2 separate regions of the Macaca mulatta genome follow, and region 1 is linked to region 2. Evidence: chromatin contacts called from public Hi-C data. All regions are on one chromosome and are shown on one strand. The core of a region is the stretch at or near the end of the contact, and the rest is flanking DNA. Distances in the headings are between cores, read along the strand shown. Region 1 holds the start of ERICH6 (glutamate rich 6). Region 2 holds the start of SELENOT (selenoprotein T).

The links. A called contact is a pair of places that touch in the nucleus more often than the background predicts.
Region 1: a contact with region 2 is called in a Hi-C map of cortical neurons, with 4 times the contacts expected there. The contact joins the promoter of ERICH6 here to the promoter of SELENOT in region 2. A contact is called at or near these places in 2 of 14 Hi-C or Micro-C datasets (cortical neurons and fibroblasts).

Annotation. Positions count from the first base shown.
Region 1 is chr2:53,733,311-53,739,487 of T2T-MMU8v2.0, reverse strand. ERICH6 (glutamate rich 6) reads left to right here and starts at 1,555. Exons shown (of 14, transcript XM_077991575.1): 1 at 1,555-1,690; 2 at 2,986-3,043; 3 at 6,040-6,131. The coding sequence starts at 3,021. It overlaps LOC106997043 (a long non-coding RNA gene), which reads right to left and starts at 1,468. Exons shown (of 4, transcript XR_001443150.3): 1 at 1,413-1,468.
Region 2 is chr2:53,622,705-53,629,165 of T2T-MMU8v2.0, reverse strand. It overlaps SELENOT (selenoprotein T), which reads right to left and starts at 1,915. Exons shown (of 6, transcript NM_001159414.2): 1 at 1,693-1,915. The coding sequence starts at 1,829.

The DNA.
Region 1 (6,177 bases), core at 306-2,805, 110 kb before region 2:
TGCAAGATCTCGTCTTTCAAAAATATTCCCTAGCCAGGCACAGTAGCTCAAGTCTGTAATCCTAAGAACTTTGGGAGACCGAGTTGGGAGGATCTCTTGAGCCCCGGACTTGAGACCAGGAATTTGAGACCAGCCTGGGCAACATAGCAGGACGCCATCTCTACAAAAAGTAGTCCCAGATACTCGGGAGGCTGAGGCTGGAGGATCAGCTTAAGACGGAAGGCAGAGGTTGCTGGGGAGCTGAGATAGCACCACTGCACTCCAGCCTGGGCGACAGGGTAAGACCCTGTCTCAAAATAAATATAATATAGGCCAGGTGCAGTGGCTCATGCCTGTAATCCCAGCACTTTGGGAGGGTGAGGCAGGCGGATTACCAGGTCAGGAGATCGAGATCATCCTGGCTAACACGGTGAAACCCCATCTCTACTGAAAATGCAAAAAATTAGTTGGGTGTGGTGGTATGTGTCTGTAGTCCCAGCTACTCGGGAGGCTGAGGCAGGAGAATTGCTTGAACCCGGGAGGCTGAGGTTGCAGTGAACTGCGATCGCGCCACTGCACTCCAGCCTGGGTGACAGAGCGAGACTCCGTCTCAAAATAAATATAATATAATATAATATAATATAATATAATATAATATAACATATAAAATTGGTCAGGCGTGGTGGCACACATTGTTGTCCTAGCCACTTGGGAGACCCAGGTGGAAGGATCACTGCAGCCCAAGAGTTCAGGGCTGCAGTGAGCCACGATGCCGCCACTGCACTCCAGCCTGGGTGACAGAGTGACACCCTGTCTCTCAAAAATAAAAAATATATATATATAAAAATATATATATATAACAAAAATTTAAGTAAATACAAAGTCCCAGAAGGACGCAGGTAGTATCTAGGTGGCCAGATGCTTCAGGATTTTCTGCTCCAGGATGGATAGATGGGCCAAGCAGGACCCAGATTACAGCAACGAGCAAAATTTATGGGAGGCTAAAAATCTCGCTAATCAAGATTAATTAATATTAATCTAACAATATTTAAGACAACTAACATTTAAGGCAATTTTAATACGCTTATTAATATTTAAGGTAATTTTAAAAATATCCGCAAAAGAGGGCCCAAGGACTGGCGCCTGATTTTGTAAATAAAGTTTCACTGGAAGCTCCAGCAAGCATCTGTCTACTCAATTACCAGACTCCAGCATTCGCAATATCAAATGGCACTGTGTGTGTCCATCGCTAGAAGCCACTTCCTCCACCCGTTTAAAAAAAAAAAAAAAAAAAAAAAAAAGCTCCAAATAAGCTGAGAGACGAAGAAAAGATCGTTTCTCTGCAGGCTGCCAGGGGTTTCAGAGACGCCGGACGCTGGAGAGCAGGGATAGAAAGAAGCTTGCGGTGACCCCTGCCGGCCGCCGGCACCCACATTCTACCCGGCTAATCGGGTCCTGCCGCTTTAAATCCGGGAGGCTCCGCGGCGCAGGGCAGGCAGTTGCCAGGGGAGACCAACGCACAACAAAGGCGCACGCCGGCCAGAGCCGACAGGGGCCGCGGCCACTGAGCTGGCTGTAATCCCGCCTCCCGCCAGCCATGGCCCATTTGCGCTTGCCTAGCAGCTTCGGACATCCGGGGAAGAAGAACCAGAAGGAGTCTGAGGAGTTAGAGGAGGAGGAGGAAGAGATGGAGGAGGAGGAGGAGGAAGAGGTGGAGGAGGAGGAAGAGGAGGTGGAGGAGGAGTTTGTGGGGGAAGAGCAGGAGTCGGAGGCCCCTGAGAAGTTCAGCGACGAGTACCTCTGGAAGGTCATGGACATCGGTGACTACGACTACGACTTCCCAGACGTGCGCCCCCGCTTAGCCAGCATCGTCAGCCCTAGCCTGAGCTCTACGAGCGTGCCCAGCCAGAGCGCGACCAGTACCGAAATACCGAGCGCCAGCCCACCCTCCAGTGCCTCCTCGCATAAAAGTACCGCCCCCGACCCACCCCTTCTTCGAGGGCTTTCTGGTCCCCAGGGGTCACCTGGTCCACCCACTCCCGTGCCTTCGTCGACCTGCGCGTCGTGCTTCATTTCTAAATGCATGCACCGTTCCACACACCTAATTTCTCTCACGTCCTTGTCAGAGGCACTGAACCCTTGGCTGAGCTGTTGTGATGATGCACGATTTAGGATATAGGCGAAACACTATAAAAGTTGAACTTGAGCATTGCTGTATGGAGTGCTTTTTTATTTTGAAACAAGAGTCTCGCTCTGTCGCCCACGCTGGAGTGCAGTGGCTGCAGCCTCGACCTCCTGGGCTCAAGCCTCCCATCGCAGCCTCCCGAGTAGCTGGAACTACAGGCACACGCCACCACGCCCAGCTAATTTGGCGTCTCACTATGTTGCCCAGGCTGATGGGAGTGCTCATTTTTATAACATTTTTGCGTGCATTCACACCGTTACATCTCTCTCTCTCTCTCTGTCTCTCTCTCTCTCTTCCCCCATCCCTTCTCCCTCCTCTCCCCCTCCCTCTTCCTTCCCTCCCTCTCCCCCTCTCTTTCTCTCTCTCTCTCTCTGTCTCTGTCTCACACACACACACACACACACACACACACACTCATATTATTTCCAGAGAAGTGCCTCAAGGGTGTTGTACTACTAAAACCGTCCTGCAAAAAAAAAAAAAAAAAAACAACTCTCTATTGTGTTTAGCATCCTGTACTGAAGCCACTCCAGTCACTTTCTTGAAAAAAGAAGCAGAGAAGTCTTTTAGAGTAGGTTTCTCAAGCTCTAGTATTGACATTTTGGTCTGGATAATTCTTTGTTGGGGAGGGTTGGGGACTGTCCTGTGAATTATAGGATGTTTAGCAGCATGCCTGTCCTCTACCCTTGTCTGTGCTAGGAGCACACACCCTTGCGATGATCAAAAATGTCTCCAGACCTTGCCATGTGTTCCTGGGAGGGGGCAGAATTGCCCTTTTGATTTAGAGGGAGTAGCTGATTTTTAAATGTTTCATTCAACAGGTTTCCCTAAAATATTTCAGACATTTAGGAAAGACATGTCCGAAATGAGTATAGATAGGTAAGAAAATGTTTTCAAATTTCACATTTTTTGAACCCAATAATGTTTACCTTTTGAATAAACATGTTAGGAAGTAGAGTAAAATAATCCAGGGCATTTATGACTTATTTATTTTTAAAAGTTTTTTTTAATATACACTGGTAGACACTTTGGAAGAGATAAAGGTTCCCACTTATCCCCAGCTTATTACCTAGCTCTAGAGATTACATGTCCACTTATCAGTGTAACATGAAAGAATAACTATATGTCATGTGTACAATTGTAAGTGCTTGAGAATTTAGAATATAGGCTTTAATTGGCTAAATGCAAGAGTGACCAGGGACACCTTTTGTGGAAGAGAGTGGAACTAATGGCCTTTCCTTTTTCCTTCCGTCTCTTCTTTTTCTTGTTATTGCTATTAGCCTTCAGGCACTTTAACTATAAGAAGAAGATACCAGAGAAATGCCTTCTGGAACATCTTTGTAAATACACCCTGAAATCTCACACCAAACCTGAGTCAGTGATCTTGAATTACTAGTTACCCTAACTTTGCTTTTGTAAGCAACTTTTAAATTCTTAAGTTTAAGGAGAATTGTTCTGTCTCACTTAGATGTTTTTAGTTATCCTTTTAATTAAATTTGTAGTAGAGATAAGGTACACACATGGTTAAAAAAAAATCAGACTATACAAAGGTGAAAAAGTGACAGTCTCCATGCCCTTCTTTCCTCCTACTCCCATTCACCTTCAGTTTTGTTTCCATTATTAATTTAAAATAACGTTTTCATTTCTTGGTTTATCAATTTCTTATGTATTGAATTCCCACCTCTCCACTTTGGTAGTTATATTATTTTTAGTTTTTCTAACATTTAGGACTTTGAGGTATTTAAACCTCTACTTCTTGATTTATCAGTTTTAGTATCTATTGACTATTATGAAAAATTAACATGTTAATGCACTTCCTCCTTCCATCTCTCTTCTCTCCTCTTTTTTCCCTATTAACAACAAACTATATGATGTGATTAAAATGCAATATATATGTACATAAAGTTATATTACTTTCCCAAGCTTTATTATGCTTATATTATGGGGCTTGTTAATTAAAGTGCTCTGGAGTTGTTTCTAAAAATTGAAAACCAATAAACAATACTCACACTTCCATGTTAACAAACCAGTAATATGATTGAATCTATGGACAAGAAAATATAATCTTATGTCTGTAAAACTTGTCTCTTAAAAAGTAAACTTTTTGCCGGACGCAGTGGCTCACTCCTGTAATCCCAGCACTTTGGGAGGCTGAGGAGGGCAGATCACGAGGTCAGGAGTTCAAGACCAGCCTGGCCAACATAGTGAAACCCCGTCTCTACTAAAAATACAAAAATTCGCCTGGCATGGTGGCGCATGCCTGTAGTCCCAGCTACTTGGGAGGCTGAGGCAGGAGAATCGCTTGAACCCGGGAGGTGGAAGTTGCAGTGAGCCAAGATCGCACCATTGCACTCCAGCTTGGGCAACAGAGTGAGACTTCATCTCAAAAAATAAATAAATAACAAACGTTTTTGACTCTCCATTGTTCTATCTACCGTTTTTCTGGGTTGGCTCACTAGTCACACTTTGTTGGTTCCCATATTGCCTTCTTTCTTTTGTTCCTTTTCCTTTTGCTGGAGAAACTCCTCGGGTGAATTTTTTATGTAGGTCTCATGGATAGTTAAATTTCTGAGTTCTTGCCTGCCTTGAAATTTCTTCATTTTGCCCTCATACTTGATTTGTTAAAAAAACAAAACAAAAGAAAACCAACCTGCCAAAAACAAGAGATTTAAAACCATTTTTCCCTCAGAGTTCTAAAGACATTGCTTCATTGCCTCCTAGTAGCCCATACTGCCTCACCAGTCTTATCCTCAGACCATTCTGGTATATAATTACTTCCTCCCTTTTTCTTCTTTTCTTCAGAACTCCTCCTAGATGCTATTGAACCTCTTCGATAGGTTCTCCATCTTTAATAACATTTCCTTTGTATTTTCAGTATCTTCAGGATTTTTGATGTTTGTTTACCTGCTATTATGCAGCCCTTGTACAGAATTTTTTTATTGCAGGATTCATATTTGTCATTTCCAAGAACCAGTACTTGTTCTCTGATTGTTGCTGTTCAAAATCATTTGGTTTGTTTTTTGTGGTTTTTTGTTTTTATCTCTTTGAGGGCAGTGTTCTAATGTATTGAAGTTCTCCTTTGTTCTTTGTATTATTTTTTCTTTCAAAGTCAGTTGTTCTGTTTATTTCTCTTGCTTTTTCTCTTCAATGCTACTGATTTTTCTTAAGTGGTAATCCTTTGTTGCCCATTTATATTTTTAAATGAATGACTGATATATAGCTAGAATGGAATCCTTCCCTAGCTTAGTAGTTCTGTTTTCTGACAGAGCTTGCATGGGAGAGTCTGCTATGATCCCTGTACAGGTGGGTGGGGCTTATTAGAGTCACTTCCTGTGGAGTGTCTGGGCAGGGAGGAGTCAAGTTGGGAAATCCTACTATTACTAGAGTTAGGACAAGGACACTTCAGTGTATGGTCGTGGTTTATTTGTTTGTTTGTTTTTGAGACAGAGCCTTGCTCTGTCTCCCAAGTTGGAGTGCGGTAGTGCAATCATGGCTCACTGCAGCCTCCACCTCCTGGAGTCAAGCCATCCTCCTGCCTCAGCCTCCCAAGTAGTTGTGGCTACAGGCACGGAACACAACACCTGGCTAATTTTTTTATTTTTTGTAGAGACATGGTCTCACCATGCTGCCCAGGCTGGTCTTGAACTCCTGGGCTCAAGCTATCCTCCCAGCTCATCCCCCACAAAAAGATTTGATGCAAACACACTGAGTTAACTTTACTGAAGAGATAAGAATGGAAGAAAATATTTCAAATAAAACAAAATCAGTATTTTCTATGTGCATTAATTAATGGATTATTAAATGTCCTATATTTAGAAGACCTGCTAACAACTATAGAGGTATACTGAAAACTAACATTTTTGTCAAAATTTCAGAAATATTCATCATAATTTGTCTCCAGGAATTCCAATATCAGTACAAACAGAAGAAAGCTGGCTCCAAGATTTGTTGGGTAAAGTGCAATCAAGTGAGTAGTTTGACTTCTTAGCTTTTCCTGGGAGGAGGGATTGCAT
Region 2 (6,461 bases), core at 666-3,165:
TACCTTCTAATTTAAAAATTAAGGAAAAAAGTTAATGGTTAAACCATCCTCCCATTTGCAGTATTACATGAAAGATGATATATTTCAGGCACATAGTACACCGTACAGGGAGGTTTTTTGCTTCTTTTTTTGAGACGGAGTTTCGCTATTGTTGCCCAGGCTGGAGTGCAATGGCGCGATCTCGGCTCACTGCAACCTCCGCTTCCCGGGTTCTAGCGATTCTCCTGCCTCAGCCTCCCAAGTGGCTGGAATTACAGGCATGCGCCACCACGCCAGGCTAATTTTTATATTTTTAGTAGAGACGCGGTTTCTCCATGTTGGTCAGGCTGGTCTCGAACTCCCGTGGTCTCGAACTCCCGACCTCAGGTGATCCGCCAGCTTCGGCCTCCCCAAGTGCTGGGATTACAGGCATGAGCCAGCGCGCCAGGCCTTGTTTGTTTTTACTCAGAAGAAATTGCAATGTTTTTAGTTTTTACTCCAAAAATAAAGTCTCACCATCTTATTTTCTAACTCAAACATCACCTTAAACTGATTTTTAAAAATTATTTTAAAGATTTGCTTGGTGTTCAGTGAGTAAGCAAAAAGCTAGTTGGAGAAGTAGAAAATCTAAACTTTAATATACTAATACATGAAGTTCTTAAAAGAAGGGTTTAAGTGAATGATGGCCAACACCAGCATTCCGATGTATCAGGACTCTGATGATTTACTAATCTGGCTATCCTGGGATGGTCAGTTTATCCTGAGAAAATGTCATCTTTGGGGGTTTAAGATTCTCATTTCTATAATTTTACAATTTTGGTGTTTTTTCCCCCAATCTTTGGAGCTTTTCAATCCCCACCCGCAACCTCCCTTACCGTATAAAAGGCATCATTGCCCTGTTCCTAACGATTAGGTTAAAAACAAAATAATTTAAAGAACACTGTCGAAAACTGCCGAGATCTTTTCTGTGAATACACAAGACAACTGAAAGGTAGAACGAGATGCCAGAGCAGGCAACTCCTGGGAGGCAGGTGAGGGGTGAATGCGAGCGAACTGTCAAAGTTTAGAAGAACAACGTGCTCCTTTTCTGACACTTTGGAAATGGCAAACAGAACCAGCATCCCCAGACCTCCCCTTCACGCCCTCCAGCTGTCAGACGCCCCATTCGCAAACTCAACAGTCCCCCCAGCAAGTCCTGGAGAAAAACGGCGTCTGTCACTCCCGGATCCTCTCCAACGACCCGAATTAACCTTCACCTAGCCAGGGAGCGAGGCCGCCCAACATAACCCCGGAAAAGAAGGCAGGAAAAGTGAACTGACAAATGCTTGGCGCTCCTCCGCTGACGCGGCGCCTACTCATCCCCATCTCCGCAGGCAGTCGGGGTGGCTATGGCGTGACGCCGCCGACAGGTCCTCCGTACTAACAGGTGTCCCCCCGTCTTCGCCTTTCAGCGTTTAACCTTCTCGCGCCCTCTTTCCCCACTCCCACTGTTCTAGGAGGCAAAAATCAAGTGAGCAGTTGTACCTGGAAAAGGAGGGCGGCCTGACCGCTCTAAAAGGGCCCGCGAGAAGGTTGTCTGTGGAAGGGCTCCCGCACCGTTCTGCGAGGCCAGCGAAGATGCAGCCAGCTAGGCCGCGAAGCCGGGGCCTCGCGTACCCAGCGGCGCCGAGCACAGGCGCGGCGGGGTGGCCGGGGCCCACTGCACATACTCACCAAATCTGGAACTTGAGCAGCGGCCCCGTGGCGTACTGCATCTTTAATCTCTTGCTGGGCACGCCGCCCAGATTGGCCGAGGCCTCGCTCCGGACCATCGCCGACGCCGCCACTAGGAGAAGCAGCAGAAGCCTCATCTTAATTGAGCCAGCCGCTTCGGCCGCCCTCAGACTAAGACTGCAGCCAGCCCAAAGCCCAGGCGCGAGCTGCTCCCCACTGCGCAGGCGCGATCAGCCAAGGTCGGGGGAGGGGAGCAGTAATGCGCCTGCGCGGCCCGGCGCCTGCGCGCACTACTGGAGTGAAGAGCCGACCTGTTTTACTGTCCTGACTCACCACCATCTTGGTAGTGTGCAAGACTCTGGGACGGCATAAGAAAGGAAGAGAGGGAGCAAAGGAGCTGGTGGGGTGTCACAGGGCCCATGTATGAGGCAGATTTGAGTTCTATATCCAGTTTTGCAATTTATCCATTTATCTGCCTGAGACACTTGGAAACACCTACTTGACAGCCCTGATTCAAGTGTTGGCGGATAGGAGGGAGGAGACTCCTGACCCTCAGAATGGTAATGCTGAAATTTTTGGGGTGCCCTGTTTATGGCCTTTTCTTTGATCTTACAATATTGCTTTCTCCTAAAAGAATATTAAACATAAGTTTTAAGAAACCTTTGAACAATTCCAAACGTATATTATACAAAAATAGAGTAACTACCTTAGCAAGCTTTAACAGTTACTAACATTTTGACGTTCTTGATTTGTCTATATCTCTAAACACTTCTTCCCTTCCTGGGCATATTTGGAAGCAAATCTCAGACGTCATATCATTTCATCTCTATATATTTAAACACGGTCTCACTGTCACCCAGGCTGAAGTGCAGTAGCATGATGATAGCTCACTGCAGCCTCACACCCCTGGGCTCAAGCAATCCTGCCTCAGCTTCCCAAGTGGTTAGGAACACAGGCACAGGCAACTATGCCTGGCTTACAATTATTTAAGCACATATCTCTAAAAAAGAACTATTGTTTGAAAAAAAAAATGACCACAGTATCATTATCTCACCTTTAAAAAATAGTAATTGCTTAGTATTAAATAGTGTTCAAATGTCTCAATAACTACTTATTTTCCTACTGTTCATTTGTTAAAATAAGAATCAAAATTAAATTTATACATTGTCATTGGTTGATGTGTCTTTTAGAACAAGTCAAAAACTTTTAAGACCAGGAACACACCAGTAATTGAACAATTTTGTTTATTATTAATTGCAGCAAGAGGGATGCTATGGTTTGAATATATCCCCCGAAAAGCATGTGTTGGAAATTTAATGCCCAATGTAACAGTGTTGGGAGATGGGGCCTATGGGAGGGGTCCACCCTCATGAATGGATTAATGCCAATTATGAAAGGACTTGAATGGATTAATGCCAATTATGAAAGGGCTTAAGGTTTCGATTTCTGTCTATTGCTCTTTCACTTTTGCACTCTCCTGCACATTTACCTTCCTCCATTGGACGACAGAACACAAAGTCCCCATAAGATGTGGAGCCCTTGATCTTGGAATTTTCAGCCTCTAGAACTGTAAGAAATAAATCTGTATCTTTATTAATTACCCAATCTCAGTTATTCTGTTATAGCAGCCCAGATGGACTAAGACAGGGGAACGCACACCACGGGAAACCATGAGAAGACTCAATAAGGAGGTGTTAGGATCTGAGGCTTGATTGGATGATTTGGAAAATGGAGCTGGGGTGCTGAGTGGTTCTTTTATCAGAGGTGTTCAATCCAGAGTGACTTCATCTTGAGTAGGGACTAAGTAAAATGAGGTGGATACCTGCTGGGCTGCATTCCCAGGAGGTTAGGCATTCTTACTCACAGGATGAGATAGGAGGTCAGCACAAGATTCAGGTCACAAAGACCCAGCTGATAAAACAAGATACAGTAAAGAAGCCAAAACCAAGATAGCGACAAAAGTGACCTCTGGTCGTCCTCACTGCTCATTCATTATATGCTAATTATAATATATTTGCATGCTATCTCCTTTACTGCTTATTATATGCTAATTTAACACACTAGCATGCTAAAGGACACCCCCACCAGCACGGTGAAAGTTTACAAATGCCATGGCAACGTCTGGAAACTACCCTATATGGTTGAAAAGGAAGAGGAACTCTTTATTCTGGGAAATTCTTGCCCTTCTCCCCAGAAAACTCTTGAATAATTCACCCCTTGTTTAGCATATAATCAAGAAATAACCATAAAAATAGCCAATCAGCAGCCCTCAGGGCTGCTCTGTATATGCAGTAGCCTAACTTGTATTCCTTTACTTTCTTAATAAACTTGCTTTCACTTTACTCCATAGACTTGCCTCCAATCCTTTCTTGAGTGAGATCCAAAAACTGTCTCTTGGGGTCTGGATCAGAACCCCTTTCCAGTAAAATTAGATTTTTTTTTTTTTTTTTTTTTAAGACATAGTCTCACTCTGTCTGCCTAGGAAACCAGCCTGGGCAACATGATGAAACCCTGCCTCTACAAAAAATTTAAAAATTAGCTGGGCATGGTGGCACACACCTGTATTCCCAGTTAGGAGACTGAGGTGGGAGGATCACCTGAGCCAGGAAGGTCGAGGCTGCAGTGAACCCTGATGGCTCCACTGCACTTCAGCCTGAGTGACAGAGTGAGACCTCGTCTCAAAAAAAATAAGATAATGGGTGGTACAGCTAGCCATAAAATGTATTTTAAAAATTGCCCCCAGGCATCAGGGGTGGTGTGACTGAAGTTCCATACTCCTGTTTCCCTGGACCTGATAAATTTTGCATACCTTGCCAGGCACAGTGGCTCACGCCTGTAATCCCAGCACTTTGGGAGGCCGAGGCAGGCAGATCACAAGGTCAGGAGATCGAGACCATCCTGGCTAACACGGTGAAACCCCATCTCTACTAAAAATACAAAAAATTAGCCAGGCGTGGTGGCGGGCACCTATAGTCCCAGCTGCTCAGGAGGCTGAGGCAGGAGAATGGTGTGAACCCAGGAGGCAAAGCTTGCAGTGAGCCGAGATTGTGCCATGGCACGCCAACCTGGGTGACAGAGCGAGACTCTGTCTCTAAAAAAAAAAAAATTTGCATACCTTATATAGCTCAGGCTACTCAGGTATTTTCCTTTCCTCGGGTTGAATTGTTAAAGCAGCAGCAGTCCCTCTTCGTGACCAAGAAAAGGAATGTTTGGTGTTTTGTGGGTAGCACAGTGACCTGTTTTTGGTCTGAGCTTAACAAAATTAAATATCTTTTTTTTTTCCTTTTGCAATTTCTTTTATCTATATATCTCCCAACCTGCCTCTTTGTCTCTTTTTCCCTTGCGACTTATTTGCTGAAGAAACCATGTGTTTGTGGGTTTTGCTGCTGATTACAAACTCATATACCGTCCTTTTTTTTTTTTTTTTTTTTTTTGAGACAGGGTCTCGCTCTGTTGCCCAGGCTAGAGTGCAGTGGCGCCGTCTTGGCTCACTGCAAGCTCTACCACCTGGGCTCAAGGGATTCTCCCACCTTAGCCACCTAAGTAGCTGGAACCACCACGACCTGCCTTTTTTTTTTTTTTTAAATAAAGATGGAGTCTCGCTATGTTGCTCAGGCTGTTCTCAAATTCTTGACCTCAAGTGATCCTCCCACCTTGGCCTCCCAAAGTTCTAGGAATACAGGCATGAGCCACCGTATCCTGCCATGGTGTACATTAATATATATCTCTGTCCTGTGTATTCTCTGTAAATTAGTAGTTACATCTAGACGACTAGACACTTTTAAGTTTAATCCTTTTGGCAAGACTATAAAGAAGGTTTTTATCTTCATAATTTATTTTAAAAATTAGACGTAAGTACAAGAACAGACACAGAATGATTATTGCCATTTAACATAACCCTTGCAAATAACAGATGGTAAATTGGTACCAACATGATTATAAACAAAAAGCAAAACTCTGGCACTAAGATGGCATGGTAGTATTGATACTGGTGAGCTAGGGAAGATCTCGAAACGCTGGTGGGACCCTTACCCTGGTTGTTGTCCAGGCTCTTGATGCCATCTCGGGAAGGAATTCAACAAGTCAGAAAATAGTGAAAGTGGTTGGGAGTGGTAGCTCATGCCTGTAAACTCAGCACTTTGGGAGGCTGAGTGTGTCCATTTCAGTATCAAAAGTAAGAAATAAGATACCCCATATAAAAATTGATTAGCAAGCTCAATTATCTTGTGGTGGCTTCTTCATAATAAAAATATAATAATAATAATAATACAGTGGATACATGTTTTTCTCAGCATCTATTCCTTCTTCTGGTAATGGTACCTCAGTTTCTCTTCAGGGGACCAGCAAGACCCCATTGCACACAGTCTTGGGACTACCACTTGAGGTACTCAAAACATTCCCACCAGAGGTGTACCTGTGTCCAAAGCCAAAAGGTATTGAAGCTGATTAATTCTAATAGAAGAACCCTAAGGAAAGTTCTAGACCCCGAACTACTCTGGGTATTATCTTCTCCAGGGCCTCATTCTTCATCTTTTCCTTTTACTCTATGAGCTACCACACATTTTGTTTGCAAACCAAGAACCCTAACTTAGAGCCCTGTATCATCTTGGTTGATTCCTGAGAGGAGAACAGGGAACAGAGTGGCTCAGGAACAAAAACGGGAGGGAAGTTATTCTTATTGCATAAGTAACTTTTGCATTTTAAAATTTTATGCTGTTGTCATGTAATACTTATTCAAAAAGTAAATCAATGTTTTAGAATTCAATGAA